3 separate regions of the Mus musculus genome follow, and all the other regions are linked to region 2. The links are chromatin contacts, called in public HiChIP or PLAC-seq and promoter capture Hi-C maps. All regions are on one chromosome and are shown on one strand. Each heading gives the region's core, a stretch centred on a gene start, on an enhancer-like site or on the middle of the called end of the contact. The rest is flanking DNA. Distances are from core to core; before and after follow the strand shown. Region 1 has its middle 51 kb from the start of Tafa1. Region 2 holds the start of Suclg2 (succinate-Coenzyme A ligase, GDP-forming, beta subunit). Region 3 holds the start of AY512915 (cDNA sequence AY512915).

Region 1 (2,700 bases), core at 50-2,549, 340 kb before region 2:
CAGCTTACCCGGGGAGAAAACAGAGAGTGTAGTACAGAAGAGGAGGCAGGGGAGATAAATAACACTAAGGATGTTTGGAAAAGCCATAGGGAAACATATTTTTAAGTAATTTACTTTAAAATACACTTATGTATGCATAAATATAAATATGCATATATTTAAACATTTACTAAACTATATTGTGTATATCACAACAAAGATTATAGAAGAGTTCATGAACTCTACAAGGGGTGGAGAGAGAGATTCGAAAAATTGGAGGGAGCAGAGGGAGGGGAGAAAATGATGTAAATGCAGTGGGCTCGAGGATGAAATTTTCAACTATATTTTTTAAAAGACAAGATTCCTGTTTTCCTGGTATTTCTATTCTAATTCGGAAAGCAGGCAGAATAAAGTTACTATCATGAATACATTAATCATTCATCAGCTCCTCAAATGCCGGGCTCTTTGAGTAATAAGGTAAGAGTGCACTCCATGTAATCTCACGCTCCATACCATCGATGTTTATGAGAGATGATTCTTTAGTGGATTACTCTGAGCATTTTACAATGTTTAGAGGACATCTGGCCTCCATCTTCTATGTGATCCCTCATCCCTTCCAGTGGTTACAAACAAAACTATCTCCAGAGACAGTGAAATGCTTGCTGGGGGAGCACAAGACCCGGACTTGAGAGCCATGGAACATGAATGATCAGAACATAGGTGGTGTCCTTTGATGGGCATAGGAGAACTTCACTGCAAATGAAAAAAAATGTAATGAGGCAATAGTTTTGTGAGAGATTATAGACAAAGAGAACCAAATTTCGAAGCAAAAGGCAGCCAATGATAATGTATTGTCCAATAAACAAAGGTTTGTGTGGCCAAAGCACACAAAGAAGTAGGTGAGACCAGAGAGGCAGGAAGATCTGGATTCCATAAAGGCTTGTAGACAATGATGGAAAGTTTTGATTTCAACTTGATAAACATAATGAAAAATCCAGAAGAGAGTGGCTGACTGGCTGTGGACTGAGAAATGCTTTAGACTAGACCTTGAGTACGCATAGGCCTAGGCTTTAACAGTCTGAGGAGAAAGATAGTTGCACTGCAGTTGTGGACAAGGGACCATAGATGATATGTCCTGGCCTACATTGAACAAAGACTGCATTGAACAGGTTTAAAGAACTGTCCAAAATTTAAAGTCTACTGCAAAAGTTGGGAAAATAACTCAGAGTAGCCTGCAAGGACAGTATGTTCTAGGTGACACATGGGCAGCAGCTGGGAGCCATGGTACCCACTGTGTGCGTGTGTGTGGACTCTGGCTCAGCCCCAATCAGGTCTCTTTGGGAAGAAAGGGCTCAAAGCCAAGGGCAGGCCAGGTTACCCAACAGGAGCCAAACAGACAACCCAAGACTTGGCAATGGTAGCACAGAGATGACACTGGGTTGACTTTGCAATGTTCTTGCCAATGGCTGACAAAGTCAATCCTTTCTGTTCAACACAAGCAAGATTGAAGACAGAAGACAGCCCTTTCTCTATCACTGCATGTGTAAGGTACTGCCCACTGTACTTTCTGTACTCAGCCTTCCACAGGGAACCAAGTTCTCCTCCTTTCTGAATGCAGTTTTTAAAGGTGCTACAACCTGGAGTCATTCCATTGTTTGCTGAGACAGCATGAAACCTAAGCAATCCACAGTTCTCAGAACTCAGTTCTAAGAGTAAGCAGTGCAAATGGCTCAGGTGAGGCCATTGAAAAGATGAAGTTCAGGCCAGACTTACCTGATTGCAACCGTTTGAACAGCAACTAGAACCAGTAGTTTTTCTAAGCTCTATAAATGAATTATTTAGTTTGATCTTCACAAAGACGTAAGAAGGGTCTTATTAGGTGTCACATTTTATAAGTAACAAATCTGAGGTTTAGGGATCATAAGTATGTTGTCCAAAGTCACCCAGCAGTTAAGTGATAGGGGTGAAATTTTAATCCAGACAGGTAAAGGCATAGCCCTTCAGTCTGGGACTGAATCACTAAATCAAGACCTCTTCCCACAAGGAATACTATTAAGAACACATATAATTTTATTGTGCAAAACTAAGGCATATAATTTAAAATGATTCAATGTTATGCAAAGGAATTTCACCAAGACATGTGGAAACATTTTTAAGTAAGTAATTTTTTTTTAAATCTTCAATCAACTTTGTGTGATAAAACAAAAGATGTAAGGAGAAAATACTCAGTCCATTCATTTATTTTACTGTTATTAATTTACAAATAAATAGAAAAGGGAGTTGTTTTACCAATGTGTTAATCTTTTCTTCCCTAGTGGGTGCATGTATTTCCAGATTGACAGGTTAAGGTTCATCTCACCCCCATCTCTACCCTCACCTCTAGATCTTCCTGCCAAATATAATTTGAAACATCAAAGCAGTCCACAACTGTAAACAGCAGCAACAGCATTCTAGAATCTATACCTGAGTCCAAGTGACTGACATAGGGGTGACAGATTGCTGCCTTTCTGTAGGACAGTGTACTTCCTGTAGCACTAGAGTTATATAAGAGACAGACCCAATCTCCTGGTGACCCATGTCCTGAAAAGTGCATGTTCTCTAGCAAGAAAATTGTAGCACTTAAAAACAACTGTAAATACATCAAGTAAACTTAAGGCTTGGCAACAGAAGTTTCATTTAAAGCCTTGGACAAGCAACTATAATGCAAACCATTTGAGACTG
Region 2 (2,700 bases), core at 78-2,577:
ACACACACACACACACACACACAAAGAGAATAGATTCTGTGGGTAAGGTTTTGAGGAGGAAAAGGCTTATCAAGGACAGATGTGGGCCAAATGTAAATCCTCGGTGAAGCGGCATAAAGACTGTTGGGGTCTCTTGGAGTAATGTTCCTACAGCTTCTCTGTCAATGTGAATTTACATCAAATGGAAGTTTAAAGGAAGCCGACAGAGGACACTCTTGTGAGGGGACTGTTGCTATAGTGTCCCTTGTCTGTCTTGTGATCATAAAAAAACAAAAACAAACCCAACACCCAATTAAAAAATATCCCCAAGTAGTGCTGAGGGGGTGAAACATGAGTTTGAATCTCATATCTCATTATCTAGCCCCTGTTATGTTTCTTATCTGTTGTATGCCTCAGTTTTCTCTTCTGCAGAATGAGTATAGAAATGCCATCTACCTAAAATGTCGCCATGAAGCTTAAATGTGTTCCTAATTGTTCAATGTCTGGTACATACTAGTTGTTACTGTGATTTGTATTTTATGTAAGTGCATAGCAGCCTGGATACTGTACACAAACACTTTTCTCCTTGTAGAGTAGAAAATCCAGCAATAGCTTTTTATTAATTTAAGGTTAAGTAGCAAGAAAACAGATGTCACTAAGGTAGGCCCAAAACCCTCCATCACTTTCGCAAAGAGACAGGGTGGTGCCTGTTTATAATCACAGTATTTTGGAAGTAGAGGCAGGGTCAGGAGTTCGAGATGAATTTCTGGCCAATGGAAGATAGACAAAAACCCTATCTCAAAAACCAAAACCAAAACAACAAACCACTACTACCCAACCAAAACCCAGTACACTCACAACACCCACACCCAAGCTTGTGCCCCCACATGGCCCAGGAACTAAGGGTAGCATTGATCCTAATTCCTTCCCTTGGAACATTACTCTCTCCAAGGTGTGTCCTCTGAAGGTGGTATCAGTTCCTAGGGCCAGACCTAGCAGCCCTCACTGCAGTGTCAAGGTCTAATCTGTCACTCCCAGGGCCAGTTTTAAGTCAGTGCCCCTGGGGCTGAGATCTGCTTTTGCCTGAAAGCCAGGCAAGATGCAGTAAGCTCTGGGAAGCCACATGGCCTTGGGGTGAGATGGTGAAGGTAGTGGGGGGTAGGGGTAACAAGGTGAGGAGTGGGTGGGGGGGTCTTCCACCGCCCCCAGCCCCCTCCTTCCTTTCTTTTTCCCAATTCCCTCACCCCAGCTCTCTACTGCACCCGCTTTCCTCCCCGCCCTTTCTCCCGCCCCGCCCCTCCTTTCTAGCTCCGTCCCTCCTCTCCTGCCCCGCCCCCTCCCGAGGCCTGGGCCCGGGCGGGCTCCCTCCTCCGCCCCCTCCCTCCCCCTCGCCGCCTCTCTTCAGGTTCCTGGTTAAGATGGCGTCCCCGGTGGCCATCGCGGCGCAGGCTGGGAAGCTTCTGCGAGAGCGAGCGCTGCGGCCGCTCCTGGCGGTCAGGTCCCAGGTGAGCGCGGCCCGGGCCACGCGAGCCACCCGCCGTGGTGCCCCATGCTCCGCGGCCTCTTCGCCCCGCGCGACCCCTGGCGATCCGGTGCTCCCCGCAGCGCGGCGGGCTGTGCGGCGTCCGAGGTGTCGGGGATCGCGGGGGTCAGAGTGCACACCCCACGACCCGGATCGTTCTAATGGCTCCCATCAGCCTTGCCCGGGCACTGGCACCCCGCGCTGGGGGCGAGTTCCCAAAAGTTGGGCGCACTGTTGGAACGCAGAGGTTTCTCAGCCGCTTACTGGCTCTGCCCGGGGGCGGCTCTAAGCCCGAGCTCGCTCGGCAGCCACGTGCTCGCTCCCCAGACTCCCGAGGCAGCTCACCTGCCCCAGTCAACCCCGCGGGGTGTCGCTTGTGACCCCCTTGTGCTTGTCTGTGGGGACCTGCAGGGGTCCAGGAGGATAGTAGAAGTGGAGTCTTGTATGAAAGGCCTGTGTGAAAACTCCTGCCTGCCCACTTGGTCCGTGCCTCCTAGAGACTTAACTAGTGTTAGACTCAGCAGCTCCTTCCTCCACGTTGCTCTCTTGTTGAATTTACCTTCTTCCATTGCAAGCGTCGCAGTAGCGAGGCTTTGGAAGGGAAATTGTGAGTTGGCATTGACACTTGGGAGAAGTCATCCAACTACTAGTCTTCCTACTTTCTCTAGTTTACCCGCCCCGCCTCCCCCCCCAACCCCCCCCCCCCCCCGCAAGAAAAACTTTCCAGTCCAATGAGAGGCAAATCACTACATTCTGACCAAGGCATGCATAGGGCACTAGGAAAAACGAAAAGAAAATAACTTACTAATGATTTTTTTTTTGTTTCTCTAAACTTTGGATCATTATGACATCTGTGAAGGTTTTTTTTTTCTTCTTTTCATTACCTGACATTCCATTTCTCTGTTATTGTTAATGGGAATTTAAGAGGCGCTAATAGTTATTACTGTAATATCCTTAACAGGCACTTGACAGTATGGTGGGTAAAGGAGAGGGATGGCGGTTTGTCTAATTAAAATCACAGATACCTGCTATAATAGAGTGAGGAGAGATCTCCAGGCGATCTGAGTCCTGTTCATTATTTAAGTGTTATATATAAAAAAACAAGAGCTGGGGTGCTGTTGCAGTAGGTTTGAATTGATGAGAAACATGGAGCCTAGGGCAGTCAAAAATGAAGAGTGAGAAATGATTGTTCAGAGAAA
Region 3 (2,700 bases), core at 189-2,688, 380 kb after region 2:
CTACTTTTTTCCCCAGCAATTTCATAGATGAAGTGTCCCAAAGCAATCTTGCTTAACAAACTGGGGCAAGGTGTCTGCCAGCCTAGGTGTTCTAGCTAAATAGACGGTGCAGCAAGAGGCCAAAGGCCACTCAACTCAGTTTCAAGAATTTCATAAACATTTGGATTTGGGCAGGATTCCCCAAAATAAAATCTGTCACTGGAATGGAGCTTAAGACATCTGCTCACAGCATAGTGGCACCTTGAAGTTTCAGCGAAATCCTAGGAAGTGGTTGCATGGTCACGTGGTCACAGTTCTTAAAATGCCTCCAAATGTTCTTGCTGTTGGATTTCCTGTCTGTGCCCAGAAACGGGGTACCTACACCCACACATTTCTGTGCCTACTGCGCCACACCACACATCCACTTCTGCTTTCAGCCCTTGTGGAGACTGAGCAAGAAGTTTAACTGGTCTATTTTATACTAAACATAGACTCACTAATGACACAGTGTGCTAGATCAGGGGAAGAGACGAGTAGACAGCTGTGTCCAGCTTTCAACCTCAAGAGGAAATGTTGTCATCTACAAAGCTCACAATGGAGAACTAAGCAATCCCCCTTGTGAAAAAAAATTTGCAAGAATACGTCATAATATTTTAATTATGTTTATGATTTTATTTTAGATGGCATTCATAACATCCAGACACTAGCCAGCAGTAGGCCAAACCCAAGCCACTATTCTGTAAATAAAGTTTTATTGTCTCACAGCTGTGTTCATTTGTTTACATTTTCTAGTTTCTTCTCTTCCATTATAACAAGGTCAAGGAGTTTTGTGGCCTACAGAGCCAAACACATTTGTTATTTGGCCCGCCTAGAAAAGTTTACAGCCCTCTGAGCTGGAGCACAGGGACTGAGTGGAGACTGAGTAGATCAGCTCTGTGTCTTCTCAAGGTCAGTGAGACTGACCAGCACTCAGAGCTCTGATCAAGAAATTCCAGCATGTCACATGGGAAACCAAGGAGCTCGGTACGACTTTCAGACATAATTTGGCATAATTCAGGGTTTGTTTTACCTGGAAGCAATAGTATGGGGCTTGGAGTGTAAGGCACTATTTTAACGGGGAGCAGGATGAAAATAATTTAGTAGCCTGCAGCCTCTGCGATGTGTGGAAGTTGAACTAGCACATAAGCCCATATCCCAGGCTCTGCATAGGTCCCTGCGGTTCTTAAAACAGCATGTCATCTTGTCTGTCCACCTGTAAGCTGTAAGCTACAAAAGGCTTCCTCTCTCTCACCCACCAGGGACCTCCTCTACCACAGCTACCTGTTGTGAATTTGGCTTCCACGTGAGTGGACACAGATGATTCCAATGAAGAACTGCCCCCAGACTGGTGCTGCAGGTGGGAGCTTCAAGGGAACACAGGAAGCTTCTATTTAACATTGCTGGGAAGGGCTTGATTTCACATTAGCTCCTGAGCAACTTGGAGAGGCTGGACCCTGGGGTATGTCTACGAAGGAGAAACCATGCAGCGTCCTTCTACCCTGTCAGGCCTGGAACTGTGAATGGACTGAAGACCAGTGGGGTGAGGAGAGACAGGAGAAGCTGGGATTTGGGGGTGGATAGACACAGGTAGAAAGAATCCTGGCCTGTTGGTTTACTGGTATGATCTCTGGGGCTTATGTATCTTAGTTGGAACTCTTGTGTTTTTCTTCAAGCTATTCTACTATCTCTGGCAGGCATTTGAATACTTCTGTCCCACTGAGTTGGATTTACAGCTCTACAAGGGTCATCTCTACAGCTAGGTTGTTGGGCCAATTCTTGAAAAGCCCCCTAGATCATAGGCCTTTGAGCTGTGTGCTTCTGTTGACCCCTGCAACAGTAGAACATGACTTTGCCTTATTCTGAACTGTTTGCTAAAAGGAACAATTTGGGGCATGGTGTTTTTGGATTTACCCAGAACACCAAACCTGAGAAAGATTGAGAATACTCCCAAGGACATATGTGTATTTTGCATAAAAAAGGAAGTCTTCCAAACAGCATGGCCCAAACCTCCAGATGTATTTCTGTGCACATAACTCAAGCTCCCTGCAGATATCAATAACCAATCATCGTATTCCTGTCTGCTAAGCCTGGACAAGTCTCATGATCATTCTGAATGCTTTCTGTCGACACTACCAGGAAGTAAAACACAAGCTTAAATGGATTTATGACTTCCAAAGGCAAGTAGTACTTTTGAGGAGAAAACAGATCATGAATAATAATAGCTGACATGTATTGAGTTTTATTATGTGCCAGACATTGTTCTGGTTGACACGATGTCACTTCAAATATGCCACATAAATACAGGCTTTGTTTCAATTATTGTTCTCCTACCAGTGTTCACAAGAGTCTCTGGTGCATGGTGGTTGCTTAAAAATACTTACTTGAATTTTAAGTTCTACAACCAGCCATTAAACATATATTCTGAATGAAGAAATGGTGGCCCAGAGAACTCCAAATTGCCTAGGCTAGTGAAGGCTGGACCCATGGCTTCCTACCACATCCTGTTTCTCTTATGCGTCTAACCTTTTTGCCCCACTGTTTCCCATGGTAATGGTTCTTAGTTCCAAATGGTCCTTAGTCCCAGGACATTGATTGTTCAGTCTCCTGGTCCTCTTTAGTGTTCCTTTCTCAGTTCAGAATGCCATCTTTATATAAGAAAAAAAATGCTAGAATTGAAATCCA

Evidence for each region. Promoter capture Hi-C pulls out the DNA fragments that hold promoters and counts their contacts. HiChIP or PLAC-seq counts read pairs in DNA pulled down with a chosen protein or histone mark.
Region 1: a contact with region 2 is called in an H3K27ac HiChIP or PLAC-seq map of hepatocytes, with 4 times the contacts expected there. The contact joins the enhancer-like site here to the promoter of Suclg2 in region 2. A contact is called at or near these places in 3 of 39 promoter capture datasets (hippocampal neurons and liver), 1 of 484 Hi-C or Micro-C datasets (liver) and 1 of 115 datasets of contacts at active chromatin or transcription factors (hepatocytes).
Region 3: a promoter capture Hi-C map of the HPC-7 cell line shows a contact between it and region 2. The contact joins the promoter of AY512915 here to the promoter of Suclg2 in region 2. A contact is called at or near these places in 5 of 39 promoter capture datasets (the 3T3-L1 cell line, the HPC-7 cell line, embryonic stem cells and 2 more).

What each region holds. Positions count from the first base shown.
Region 1 is chr6:96,060,805-96,063,504 of GRCm38.p6, reverse strand. It overlaps 2900060L22Rik. Among named protein-coding and RNA genes, the nearest start is that of Tafa1, 51 kb to the left of the region's middle. Within about 2 kb of position 1,299, at least 3 of the 459 cell types and tissues checked have an H3K27ac peak or open chromatin away from gene starts, as enhancers often do. A contact at or near this core is called in hepatocytes and liver, where this site is marked.
Region 2 is chr6:95,717,473-95,720,172 of GRCm38.p6, reverse strand. It overlaps Suclg2 (succinate-Coenzyme A ligase, GDP-forming, beta subunit), which reads left to right and starts at 1,327. Exons shown (of 11, transcript NM_011507.3): 1 at 1,327-1,484. The coding sequence starts at 1,398.
Region 3 is chr6:95,332,731-95,335,430 of GRCm38.p6, reverse strand. AY512915 (cDNA sequence AY512915) reads left to right here and starts at 1,438. Exons shown (of 4, transcript NR_033559.1): 1 at 1,438-1,558.